Regions from separate parts of the Mus musculus genome. Here region 2 is linked to region 1. Evidence: chromatin contacts called from public Hi-C data. All regions are on one chromosome and are shown on one strand. The core of a region is the stretch at or near the end of the contact, and the rest is flanking DNA. Distances in the headings are between cores, read along the strand shown. Region 1 overlaps Gm34923 (a long non-coding RNA gene). Region 2 holds the start of Scin (scinderin).

Region 1 (6,380 bases), core at 1,945-4,444:
GGTGTTAGTAGAGTGCACTGTTTTAAGGGAAATGGAGTTCAGTGTACATGATCTACCAAAGCATTGAGTGGAGCCCTGAAAGACGGAGCCTGCACGTGAATCTCTTCTATTGCCTCTCCACACAGTACTTCCCAGGTGTGTAATGCCCCTTGTCAGGTCATTATATGTATGTCTTAATTTCAAAAACACCCTGGAAGGAAATGGCATTACTTTCATTGTTGATGTGATTAAACTGAGACATGTGGTGGGTATTTGAGTGGCCTAGGATAAAGTAAGCCATGAAGAAATAGCCCCATCAGAGGAATGGATACAGAAAATGTGATACATTTACACAATGGAGTACTACTCAGCAATTAAAAACAGTGAATTTATGAAATTCTTAGACAAATGGATGGATCTGGAGGATATCATCCTGAGTGAGGTAACCCAATCACAAAAGAACACACATGATATGTACTTACTGATAAGCAGATATTAGCCCAGAATCTTAGACTACCCAAGATACAATTTGCAAAACACATGAAACTCAAGATGAAGGAAGACCAAAGTGTGGATACTTTGTTTCTTCTTAGAAGGGGGAACAAAATACCCATGGAGCAAGTTACAGAGACAAAGTTCAGAGCTGTGACAGAAGAAAGGACCATCCAGAGACTGCCCAACTGGGGATCCATCTCATATACAACCACCAAACCCAGACAGTATTGCACATGCCAGCAAGATTTATCTGACAGGACCCTGATATATTTATCTCTTGTGAGGCTAGGCCAGTGCCTGGCAAATACAGAAGTGGATGCTCACAGTCATCTATAGGATGGAACACAGGACTCCTAATGAAGGAGCTAGAGAAAGTAACCAAGAAGCTAAAGGGGTCTGCAACCCTAGAGGATGATCAACAATATGAACTAACCAGTACCCACCAGAACTGTGTTTCTAGTTGCATATGTAGCAGAAGATGGCAGGTTCTCTTTAGGGCATGCCAGCTGTGCTATGGTTATGGAGTCTCTGTTGAGGATGTTCCATTTTACGTCTATAGCAACTTACCCTTTCTGCTTTTCAAAGCACGTATTCAATTTATTTGCTCATGTTGGATGGTATGAGAAAACATGCAGCCAACTTCTTAAACCAGCATCTATTTCATCTTTGTAGAAAGACAATAATAGTGCATACATATATATATATATACATGTATATATATAATTAATATAATAAAGCATTTTAAGATGAAAGCAGGAATCTCACAATTCACAGTTGAAAAACATGCCATTTAGTTTATTTATTCCATGTTCGCCTGTCAAATTGTCAAAATACATTAATGCTTTCATATTTAAATAAGCACAGTATATTAAGGAGTAATTTGTCGCTGAAGTGGCCAAGTATCCCCCAAGCAGCAAGAAGTTGACATTCAAAAGTTAGAAAAATATTTATAATGTAAGTGATTTTCTTAAAATGTAGTATAATATAGGAACAGTAAAATATTAAGACAAATGAAAACATAAATGTTGAGAATTCGGCATCATAAAGTCTCTGAAACCATCCCAGGACTAGCTTTCCTTTCTGTTGTGGTGCTCAGATTTCTAGCACCACAGGGCTGTTTATCTCCAGCTAAAGTGACTGGCTGTGGTGCTGATCACTATAGATAGTACAGATTAACAGAACTTGAAACAGTCTTTACAAAGAAATCCCTTTAAATCTTATGTCAAAGTGAACGTCTCAGGATATCTTAGAAAAGGTTAAAACGTTTCGGGTAGATGCAGACATTCTAACTTATGCTCTCGTATTCTCTATCATGCTCCCAGAAAGCTGTGCCAGAAAACTGCTGGAGATGGTTAGAAGACTGCAAATGAAAGGCAGGCAGAATGAGAAAGTGCTCAAAAGCAAGTGGCCCTGTTAGCCTTGCCAGGTCCCCATCACCCTATAACGTAGATGGCTGCCCCTCCTTCATTCAGAGGAGCTTAATGCTTCAGCAGGTTAGCACTATCTCTCATGACTGAGGAAACTGATGGACTAGACAGATAATATGGTGATGCAAATAAATGTCCCCCTAGCACAAGCTGATGTAAATAAAAGTCCCCCTACCCCCCTACCACAGCTGGTGCCAAGTACTGTGATGAATACTGTGGTGAAGGAAGGCAGCTGCCACCCACCCACCAACTATTGGCTAATTTGGGCTCTGTCACCTGGTGACATATCAGTCCATGTCAGATTGCCATTTACTATACTATATAGGAGGAAAACTTGTGGTACCCAGACAGTTCTGAGCCTTGTGTGGTCATGTCCATAGGTTCACTGCTCTGGGTGAATTGTCACAGCCGACCGGAGCCTTGATGCTCAGAGAGTGCTCTGGAGTCTCGCACAATGCCTGGGAAGAGCTCACAAGCAAAGGTGGGAGAACTTGCCGTTCCCCCACTTCCCAATCCACTGTGAAGCAAATCAAATGGAAAGCCTGCGTGGTTGTTGCTCCACTTTCCCTACTTGATTCACTTTCCTGAAAACTGTTTCTGGAGATTTTCCTCAGGCACAACTCAACTGTGGGACCAAAGCCCCACAGAAAGAAGTAGAACTGATTTGGTGTTTTACATTCTAGGTTCAAAGAAATGACAGGCTGACTCTAGATGGAGGAGCAGGTGAGTAGTCACAAAGGAGTCCCTTTCCCTTAGAGGCCCAGTCACCTGTCATTCAAATGAGTGGTGTTCTAGAAACAATGTGGTACACAGTGTGTTCCAGGCCTGCTTTGTTACAAGGAGCAGCAGGCAGGGAAGAAAGGGTACAAACTCCATGGGCTTCTCAGTGGGGAGAATTTGCGAGACTGCAGGCGCTCACTGAATCAGTCCTGTGCTCACTCTCCTGTTCTCTTCTCTCCAAGGAATCTCCCCACAGGAGCTGCGATCTGTCCCTTCTCAGGGACTCCCATTGCTCTAGGCATTATTTTCTCTGCGATAGGACTGGAGTAGAGCAGACTTGAATGCTGGGATTATAGGCATGCACCGCCTTGCAAACTCGCTCTCACAGCTTTTAGAAGAAGATCCTTGATTGCAATGTGTGCACTTATTAACGGAAAATTTCCCGAAAAGTCACTGGTGAATGAGATAGCCCCAAAGGAAACGAGATTTTTTTATTCCATGTATGCCTGTCAATTGGTCGCACTGCTGAGTGAAAGATGTTGCTGTAGAGTGGGAACGCTTTAAGTAGGAAGCACAGGTTCTGTTGTACTACGCTGACACCTAGTGGCCACATGAAAGCATACATCGGAAGGTATTGTCTATGGAAGCCTTATGTGCCATTTAGATGCCTAGTTAAGGAGTGCCATGTTTTAAAAGACTACAAGCCAATGAAGTGATTTAAAGGGTGAAAACATGATTTCTTCTTTGCCTCTCAAAAAAACAAACAAAACAAAACAAAACAAAAAACCAACCAAACAAAAAAAAAAAAACCCAAACTTATCAAAGCCTAATGCACCCATTTCGAAATTACTGTCTGCCTTCTTGTATTACAGTTATTACAGTTTGCATCTGTGGATCTATCTATCTATCTATCTATCTATCTATCTATCTATCTATCTACTTATTATTGTCTTTTTCTTCTATCTGTAACATGACTCTGTCCATGCTAAAAATGATATTGTGAAATGTAGAGTCAACGTAGGTACACAAAGTGCTTTCAGCCAATACCTACTTTTTTCTTTCTGCCTCTGGAGTGGAAATGGCTTCTGTCTTTCTTCCGTCCTTGCTGTCGTCACCAAATACCAGAAATGGCAGAGAGGTCAGCTGTAAATCACAGCCTTTAATTGACAAGTGCAAGTTTCGCTTTCTCCTTCCTGTCTGGTCAGCAAAGGGTGCAGGGATCCCTAGAGTCCCTTCAGACCCTGCTTATATACACAGACAACACACAGATTGTGAGTAACTGATAAAGCAATCAACAATCATACTGGCTTCCTTATTTCCTTAGTTCATACCGACAACACAGCAGTCTGGATTTTGACAGCTCCTTCCCAAACCCCCATTTACCATTGGCTTTTGGCTCCACCGCACATGCAGAATCGGAACTTAATCACAGAGCAACAGTTGGAAATCTTAGGCATTTCCACTAATCCAGACACCACCCTCTCTTTGCACTCAACTCTTCAACCATGGTGTGTAAAACTACAACATTCAGTTCAAACATTTTCCGTTTTAATTTGAAGTGATAAAAATTCCTGATTTTTATAGCAAGAATGTAGTGCTATAAGCATGTAATGTTTTCAAGTATGTGAAAGTACATAGGCCAGATTATTTGAAATGCCCTAAAATAGGATAACCCCTCTGCTCTTTTCACCCTTTAAATCACATTGCTAGTTTGTAGTCGCTAGGTGGCAGAACCATGCTCTTAAAGAATGAACATTTTATCTTGAGATAGTTGCGGGTTCATGAGCAATTGTAAGTAACAACACAGACAGAGCTTTATTTGTTATTTATTGGTCTTCTTCAAGGGTAACATCACAAAAAACTCTAACACAATATAATAACCAGGACATGAATGTTGCCTTATTCATGAATCAGCCTTATTCAGATTACCCTAGATTCACTTGTACAGTGTGTCCGTGAAATTTATGGAATGATATCATATGTAGAAATTCATGGATCCACCAAGAAAGTCAATAGATAGAAGTTTCATCTCTATCTATTCATGCTACCCTCTCATAGCCTTTTCATGCTCTCTCCACCACCCTTACCTCTATTTTATGTTTTATATTTTATGTACGTTCACATGTGCATCAGTACTCTTGTGTCTGGAGGAGAGTTTCCTTGGAGTCATCTCCCCATCTTGGGCTTTTACAATCTTTCCATCTCTTCCTTCTCCTCTTCCTCTTCCTCCTCCTCCTTTTCCTCTTTGACCTTTGGTCCATGAGGGGAGAAATTTAATAGAGACATACTATTTAGGGTTAAGTTCTCTAACATCTCTTACTCTCTGCACATTGTCCACTTACGGGTCTTTGGACTCACTATTATCTATTGTCAGAAGGAACTTCTGTGATGTGAGTTAAGTGATTCACCAATCTGTGGGTATAGCAATGTGTCATTAGGAATCATTTTCTTTCTATGCTCCTTTGGCAAAACAAGAGTATTAGGCTTTCTTTAGGGCCTGTGACCTATATAGTCTCATGTTCTTGGCCCTTTTAACAGTATCATGTGCGATTTCATCTCATGAAATGGGCCTTAAATCTAATTAAAGGGTCGGTGGTCACCTCTATAACATTTGTGTTACCATTGTATATAGCACATTTTCTTAATTTCTAATGGATGCAGGAGTCCCAGCTCACTTTGGGCAGTGCCCCGAGTAGTAAAAGAAAAGGAGTTGAACACGATTCAGAAAAACTAAGAAGAGTTTCCTATGGTTTCTCCTTGAGTTGCTGTCTCGCAGTGATAGATTATAAATTGTAAAATGAAATGACTCTTTTTTTTTCTCCAAGTTGCATTTAGTTGGTATTTTATCATGTCATCTGGGAAGTAAACTTAGATAATTTGGTTATGAAAAATGGCCAAATTTTTATATATTAGTTGATCAGTTTCTCTGCATATTAGATGGCAATTGTGTTGACATTTGTCATTTGTATGAATGTGTATGCTGTCTCCTTGTAGTTTGGTTTGTGCTTTCCTAGTGGCTGACTTTGAACACCGTTCCTGTCCCACTAGACATCTTGTATCCTCATCACTGACACGTTGGTGCCATGTTTTATCCATCAACCAGATGCTTTGTTCTTTTTTTTCTTTTTAAATAATATTTTTGTTTTTTGACAATGCCATATAGTTATACAATGACTTTTGATCAAACCCATCCATCACTAACCTCCCTCCAACTCCTTTTGTTGCTCCTACCCCACACCTCTTTCCCGACCTCATGACTTCTTTCTTTATTTCTATTAATAACCTCCTGAGGCCAATTAATGCTGCCCACAAGCACATAGGTGTGGGGCCATTCACAGGGTCGTTGGCAAACTAATATGTGTCATGTTCCATTTTATTTCTTGTTAAATCCATAGTTTTTTTATTAGATATTTTCTTTATTTACATTTCAAATGCTATCCAGAAAGTTCCCTGTAACCCCACCCCCCTCCGCCCTGGATGTGTTGTTAGAGTTCATGATAGAGTCTTCATGCTGGTCTTCTCCCAGGCTTGTGGGTTTGGACCATTTCCCCTTGATGCATAACTTGTATTCTCATTTTCTTAGCAGAATGAAGCATCATTATCTCTTATAGAGCAAGGGCATTTTCCTCATTAATTTGTTTACTCACTTTACATATCAATCATTGCCCCCATCCCCCACTTACACAGTTCATTCCTCACCCCCTTCTCCTCCTTCTCCTCAGAGGGGTTAGAGCCAACATGGGTATCACCTGGATGCTG
Region 2 (6,380 bases), core at 921-3,420, 620 kb before region 1:
ATTTTCTTCATTTACATTTCCAATGCTATCCCAAAATCAATTACATTTCTAAGACTTTATTTCACAACTATAATGGCATTCATAGTAAGGTTTATTTAAGAGAGTCACGATGTTATTTGCAAAATATTAGTACCATAAATGCCTGTGAACTGGAGCAGAGAAAATAAAGGCATTAATTATGTAGAATATTATGTAGTCTATAAACAAGGCAGCTAGGTCTATGACTATGGAGTATTGATATTCTCTTTCTCACACACTTACTCTGTGTGTGTGTATGTGTGTGTGTGTGTGTGTGTGTGTGTGTGTGTGTGTGTCTGTGTGTCTGTGTGCATGCATGTGTGTGTGCTGTTGCCAGGTAAAATGTTATCAGGAGGCATACTTCCCTGGAGTACTTCCTGGAGACTTTATGAATCTCTCCTGATTTTAAGATACACACACGCATACAATAGGGCTGGGGTATGGCTCAGTTAGTAGAGCTTGCTTGAAGTCCTGGGCTTGATCCCTAGCACCAGATAAACTTGGGCTGTGGTAGTATACCCTTGTAACTCATTATCTGAGAGGCAGAATGTTCTAGCTCATCCTCAGCTAAATGTTGAGTTCAAGGTGAGTGTGGGCTACATGTGCTACATGCGAACCTGTCTAACAAACAAACAACAACTCAAAAACAAATCCCACAGCAATATCAATCCTCATGAGATATACGTATACAATACAGATGCAGGTTAGTGTTTAAATCTATCCATACTACATTACGAATATTTTTGTTGATTAACAATGTCTTTTGGAAAATTACAAACTGGCAACCTTTGGGGAAGGGAGTGGGGTAGTTGTGTGAAATGTAAAGGAATTTCTATTGTCATTTTGTTTTGTTTTGGCTTGGTTTTGGTCTTGAAAAAGAATGTCACAATGTAGCACTGGCCAGCCTAGAGCCCTCAAAGTACGTCCTTCCTCAGCGGGGATTACAGGCGAGCACACTGCACTGTTGAACAGATTTTATGCCACTAAATTTTTAAACACTTCAAGCATTGCTTATTTTAAAAAGGTCACTAAAGAGAGCATCTAAGTGTGCCTTTACTATTAATGGCTTGCTAGGGAGTTCTGCAATTTGGGGACCAAGTGGAACAACTCTCTAATGTTTCTAATGTGCAGTTTCTGATTTGCGTTTTCAATAACAGAACTCCTTACCACATCAGTTTCTGAATGCAATGAAGTGAATGCAAATCGTTCTTTAGTGAGCAAAACAAAGAAATATGAGTGAACCAATGAGAAGTGAGTGCCTTAAAATCAGATAATTAAAAATGCAGGTCAGGGGGCTGGTGAGATGGCTCAGTGGGTAAGAGCACCCGACTGCTCTTCCGAAGGTCTGGAGTTCAAATCCCAGCAACCACATGGTGGCTCACAACCATCCGTAACGAGATCTGGCGCCCTCTTCTGGAGTGTCTGAAGACAGCTACAGTGTACTTAGATATAATAAATAAATAAATCTTTAAAAAAAAAAAATGCAGGTCAGTTTAAAATCACAGTCATGGACAGCCCAGTACAGAGCGTCCCTGGAGGGCGGCTGATGTGTTTTTGCAGAGATTTTCTTGGCTAAGGCAGGCAGGTGGCACCTTACCACAGTTCCCAGGCGCCAGGGGACTTGCCGATCTCTGACGCTAGTAGCCAGAGAATTTGTCTGATTTTTATCTTTTCTAGAAAACCTGACGTACCTTTGTACATGGAGTTTCCAAACTTATCTAAAGAGAAACCTTGTGGCCACCAGGAGTGGGAGGCTGTTAGGGAAGCCAACTATGCTCGACTTTTAGAGGACCGCGCATGGGAAAGTGATACAGCCAGTTACTCCGACGTGCTGTGGTCCTCAAAGCCAGACGTGTTTTGCGAGTGGATGATTCTAGTTCTTAATGCTCTTTCTCCTCACCCTGGCATCAGAGGGTGAACACCAGCAGGGAAGGAACTGGGGTGACAGGGACCAGTGTGGACCCGCCCGAGTTGATCCGAGCAAAATCTATCTGTTGCAACGTAAAATAACAATTATAATATTTATTTACATTTTTTTTTTTTTTGGAGGGAGGCATTTACTAGAGTTTTGGTTAACTTGGTCCAAACTGGGATTCAGGTTCCCGCCCGGGTTCGGGCGTGGCTGTTGGCTTCCCTTCCAGCCCCGCCTCCGCTTCTGGCGAGCCGCTTTAAAGCCGGGAGAGCAGGTTCGCGGTCACCGGTCATCGGGCTCTTCCTTGGGCTCAGGGCACGGATCAAGTCCTCGGCTCGCTCGGCCAGCATCGCGGCACCATGGCGCAGGAGCTGCAGCACCCCGAGTTCGCGCGCGCAGGCCAGCAGGCTGGGCTGCAGGTGTGGAGGGTCGAGAAGCTGGAACTGGTACCGGTGCCCCAGGGTGCCTATGGTGACTTTTACGTCGGAGACGCCTACCTGGTGCTGCACACCACCAAGTCCAGCAGGGGCTTCTCCTACCGCCTGCATTTCTGGCTGGGTAAGCAGTGAGCAGCACAGGGCAGCGGTGGGCCCAAGGTCTGTACACCATCCTGTCACCTGGGCGGGCTAGGTGACACACAGCCAGCACCCTCTCCTAACCCCAGGTCAGCTCCTGGCGAGCTGTAAACTCCGGAGATGCGAGTCATCCAGGACTCATCAGTCTTGACCAAACCACTTCTTGGAGGGTCATACTCATTCCTCCGGGGTTTTCCACTTTAACTCAAACCCCAGTGCGTTCCTGGGCGACTGCCTGCCTGTGAGAAACCCGGGTGCTGGCCAAATACTGAGCACCCTCCGGCAAGTTCAGTCCTGGTTTTTCAGGCAGGGTGGGGATGAAATCAAACTTGTTTGTGGATATCTGCCTCAGCTTGGAGCGAAAACTCCCGCTCCCAGCAGCAAACTTTTATTTATTTGTATTTGTTGCCTTGGGGCTCCGGCTTAGATTTCCCTGCTATCGGTGACTACTTACGTACGTAGCTCCAAAACCAAGATTATCCTCGCACAACAGGGCTTGCCTGTTTGGGAAAAGATACGGCAATCATTTTTTTTTTCCAATTGCTCTATCTGGCTGGTGTATTTGTTTAGATAGGCTGCTTTGTTTCAAATTATTCATTTATTATTCATCTGTTTTAAGAAGGACACAGTGTGGACCAGAACCAGCTTCTTCAGCGGTCGTAATTATTTTGAGCTGCCTTGGTGCCAGGCTTTCAGGAGGACACTGGCCCTGTGTTCCACTTTCTCCACCTTCTACTTTTACCCGTAAACATCGTGAATGTTGAACCTTTCTCTGTGAGGTCTTGCGCCAGTCGGCACTCCCAGTCTGACAACGTGCGCTTTATCTGAGCCTCCTTTTCAAGCTAGCGTCTCTCCTATACCAGTGTTTCTTTCAGTATATTTATTCTTGAGCTCAGGAGGGAAAACACTCAAAACCACAGACTTTGAATGCTGCCATTGCATTTTAATATTTAACATCTGAAAAATTTAAGAAAGAAGTGAAAACATTTAGACGTGATTTCCCAAGCCTTAGCAGACACCGGGAGCAGGCGCCTGAGACAGAAGACACATAGGGAAAGGTAGTGTCTTTAATTACAGTGCTGGGTGCTTGCTTGCAGTGGTTGAGTGTCCATTGCTGTTTTTCCCCTTGTAATGCCATTGCAGTCATAATACAAACGACAGTAATATATGCTCTCTTCATAGAACAGTGACCCTGGGGAGAACAGCATTCCCACCCTAAATATGGGGTCTAGAAAGGATGAATGTCTCAGGTGACAGTTGGGTGAGTTTAAATGGGTGAAAATTCAGCTTGCGGTTAACAGCAGCTATATTTGCCTTCATTAGAAGTCTGCTCAAAGAAGACCAATTGTTTAATTCAGTAAATTTCTCCTCATCCAAGCAGGTTCCTTAAGCATGGTGCTTTGGCAGATTTAGAGAGACAGGGGCTTATAGTTAGGATGGTCCAGAACTCTCTGGAACTTAAGTGTAGCCCAAATTGGCCCCTCTTTCTTTCTCCTCCTGCTTCCAGATCCTAAGTGCCTGGCTCACTTAAACTTAATTTTCTATTTAGTGCTAACTAATTTCTCAATTATAATAGGATATAATCTGGGCAGAAACATCCTATGATCTTAAAAATCTGGAAAAAAAAACTCCCTAAAGTTAATAGTATATTAATTAAAATCTAATTCACCTATAACCTTTCAAGATGCCCAGGAACCTGTAAGTCACTTAAGATAGATATTTATGAAACTATCCAGAGAATTTATCACTCCAAAGAAGCAATAAGAATAAAAGAGATAAAACATTGGTAGAATGTGATTTGTGACATGAGAGCTCTATAGGTTATTTGCTACAAGGGCAAGTAGCCTTGGTGGACATAGGGAATGAAGGTAAGAGGGAGAGGTTCCTGTGCCAAGGCATAACCGACAGCAGAAGAGGAGTCAGGACACCTACAGAGTTTCCCAGCAGCCTTTGCTATTTCAGTTCTTCAGGCAAAGGAAACTCTGTCTGAAAGGGTTTATTCTGAGATCCGAATAGGGTAGAGTTCATGAGGATTAGTTAGAGGGAATGACTGAAGCAAGTTCTAGGAGCAAGACCCCAAGTGCAGGGATGAAGTTAAGGAGAGGTTGCATGAGAAAGGCTGTACACGGTCTACAGATGGGGGCGGGGTAGAACCAACAGGAGGAAGTCAGGTCTCAGATGAGGGGATAATTTAGGTCTGTCCACTCACTGTTTCTATGACACGAGGGCATAGCTCTGATAACTGTGGTCATATTTCATGTCTAGATGCAGGGAAAGTAAGAAGTTGTTGATGTAACTTCAAATGTTTTGTATTGCTCCTTCTTAGCAAATGTTTCGGTTGGTTTCATACCTAGCAGTTAAACTGTATCTACCTTTTGCCTCTGGTCTCTCACAGCATCCAGTCTGTGGGCAGCAGTTAGTTTAAAGGTGCTATTGTGCCTCCAACCTATATTATAAACACCTTCCCTCAGCCTTCCTTCTCGACAGCTTTAGATCAGTCCATTTAAAAAAACACCATTTATGTCATAACTTGTGTCTGTGTGGCCTTACACAGGGCACTGGGACACTACAGGATTAGATTATAACATATAATATATAATATACAATATAAAGCTCTCATATTTTACAAAAGGCTAGTGCCAATACCAAGGAACTGATCACTGGGCCAACAAGATGGCTTAATGTTTAAAGGAGCTTTCTGCCAGGGCTGACTCTTACTACCCAAGTTCTATCCTTAGGTTTTAGAAGGAGAGAAGAAACCCCTGAATGTTGTTTTCTGATCTTCACACATGTGCTATGGCATGAACATGCCTTTCCTAAACTAAGTAAATCAATGTAGAAAAAAAATTTAAGGAAAACAACATGAGGGCCTTTTTGGCACCGGAGGTTTTTGGTATCTGGATTCTGAAGGCAGACATGTGAATTCACATATGTGATAAAACTACACAGTTATAAAACTAACTTCATTTAGATACATCAGTGGGGAACTAGTAACCCTGAGGCTGAATCAATAAGGTGGACTGTGTCTCTGTGGGGATCCCAGTGCGCTCCCTTGCAAAAGTCTGTGCTCACTTGTACTTCATAATATTATGCAATATGGAGCCGCGCTCAAGTTTTACAAAACTGCTCTCAGCTTCTATGTGTTTGAAGTAGATGCTTCTCACCATGGTGAGGATGCGATTCTAAAATCAGGAACGAGCGCTAGATAAGTCTATTTGTGAGCCCTCTCTTTAAATCTGTGTTGTGTTTATAACATCCCGTCTCCTAGTTCTAGGAGGTCCACATCATACATGCAAGTGTAACACCACACACCAGACTGCAAAGCAGCTCAGCCCAGCGCAGCCTAGCAGGCGTCAGAAGAACTAGTTTAGGAAAGCGAGGGATGACGTCACAGGCACAATTCCCATGGGAAATCAAATGGAGTCAGAAGCAGAATTCGTACATAAACATTTTTGAGTAGCTGCTAGAATTTCATCATGATTCAGTAGACATTCACTCAGTACAATACATTTAAAAAGTTTATATTAGCTTCATTAAGTCTTTTCAACTTTTGCAGGCAAGGACTTTGGCTTATTTATTCTGATCTTGTCTGGCCCAGCACAGTACATAAACATCATGACCTAATTCACTTGTTTCCACCTCATTCATTAACTTCATGCCCACCATTCATACCTACCTCGAAAGAGTCATGCTTTAACTTGTCAGATAACAAGGTTTCTGCCAAATACATTATCTTTAATATCTTTGATACCAACCTTGACTTAAGAGTCTCTCTTAAAGCATCTTTGCATGAAATTGACATCAAGTTCTGCTATTGTGAGCGTTGGGAAAACAGGCAAAGAATGGCACCAGCATCTTTTCACGTTGCAGAATTC

The links. A called contact is a pair of places that touch in the nucleus more often than the background predicts.
Region 2: a Hi-C map of cortical neurons shows a contact between it and region 1. The contact joins the promoter of Scin here to the enhancer-like site in region 1. A contact is called at or near these places in 20 of 39 promoter capture datasets (the 3T3-L1 cell line, 3T3-L1-derived adipocytes, the C10 cell line and 12 more), 2 of 15 datasets of contacts at CTCF or cohesin (embryonic stem cells and large pre-B cells), 3 of 484 Hi-C or Micro-C datasets (cortical neurons, embryonic stem cells and liver), 4 of 115 datasets of contacts at active chromatin or transcription factors (craniofacial prominence, embryonic basal ganglia and embryonic stem cells) and 3 of 9 other capture datasets (adipose tissue, embryonic stem cells and liver).

The regions. Positions count from the first base shown.
Region 1 is chr12:39,506,980-39,513,359 of GRCm38.p6, reverse strand. Gm34923 (a long non-coding RNA gene) reads left to right here. Exons shown (of 3, transcript XR_381461.2): 2 at 2,585-2,624. Among named protein-coding and RNA genes, the nearest start is that of Gm34923, 17 kb to the left of the region's middle. Within about 2 kb of position 3,194, at least 18 of the 459 cell types and tissues checked have an H3K27ac peak or open chromatin away from gene starts, as enhancers often do. A contact at or near this core is called in cortical neurons, where this site is marked.
Region 2 is chr12:40,130,018-40,136,397 of GRCm38.p6, reverse strand. Scin (scinderin) reads left to right here and starts at 2,170. Exons shown (of 16, transcript NM_001146196.1): 1 at 2,170-2,488. The coding sequence starts at 2,290.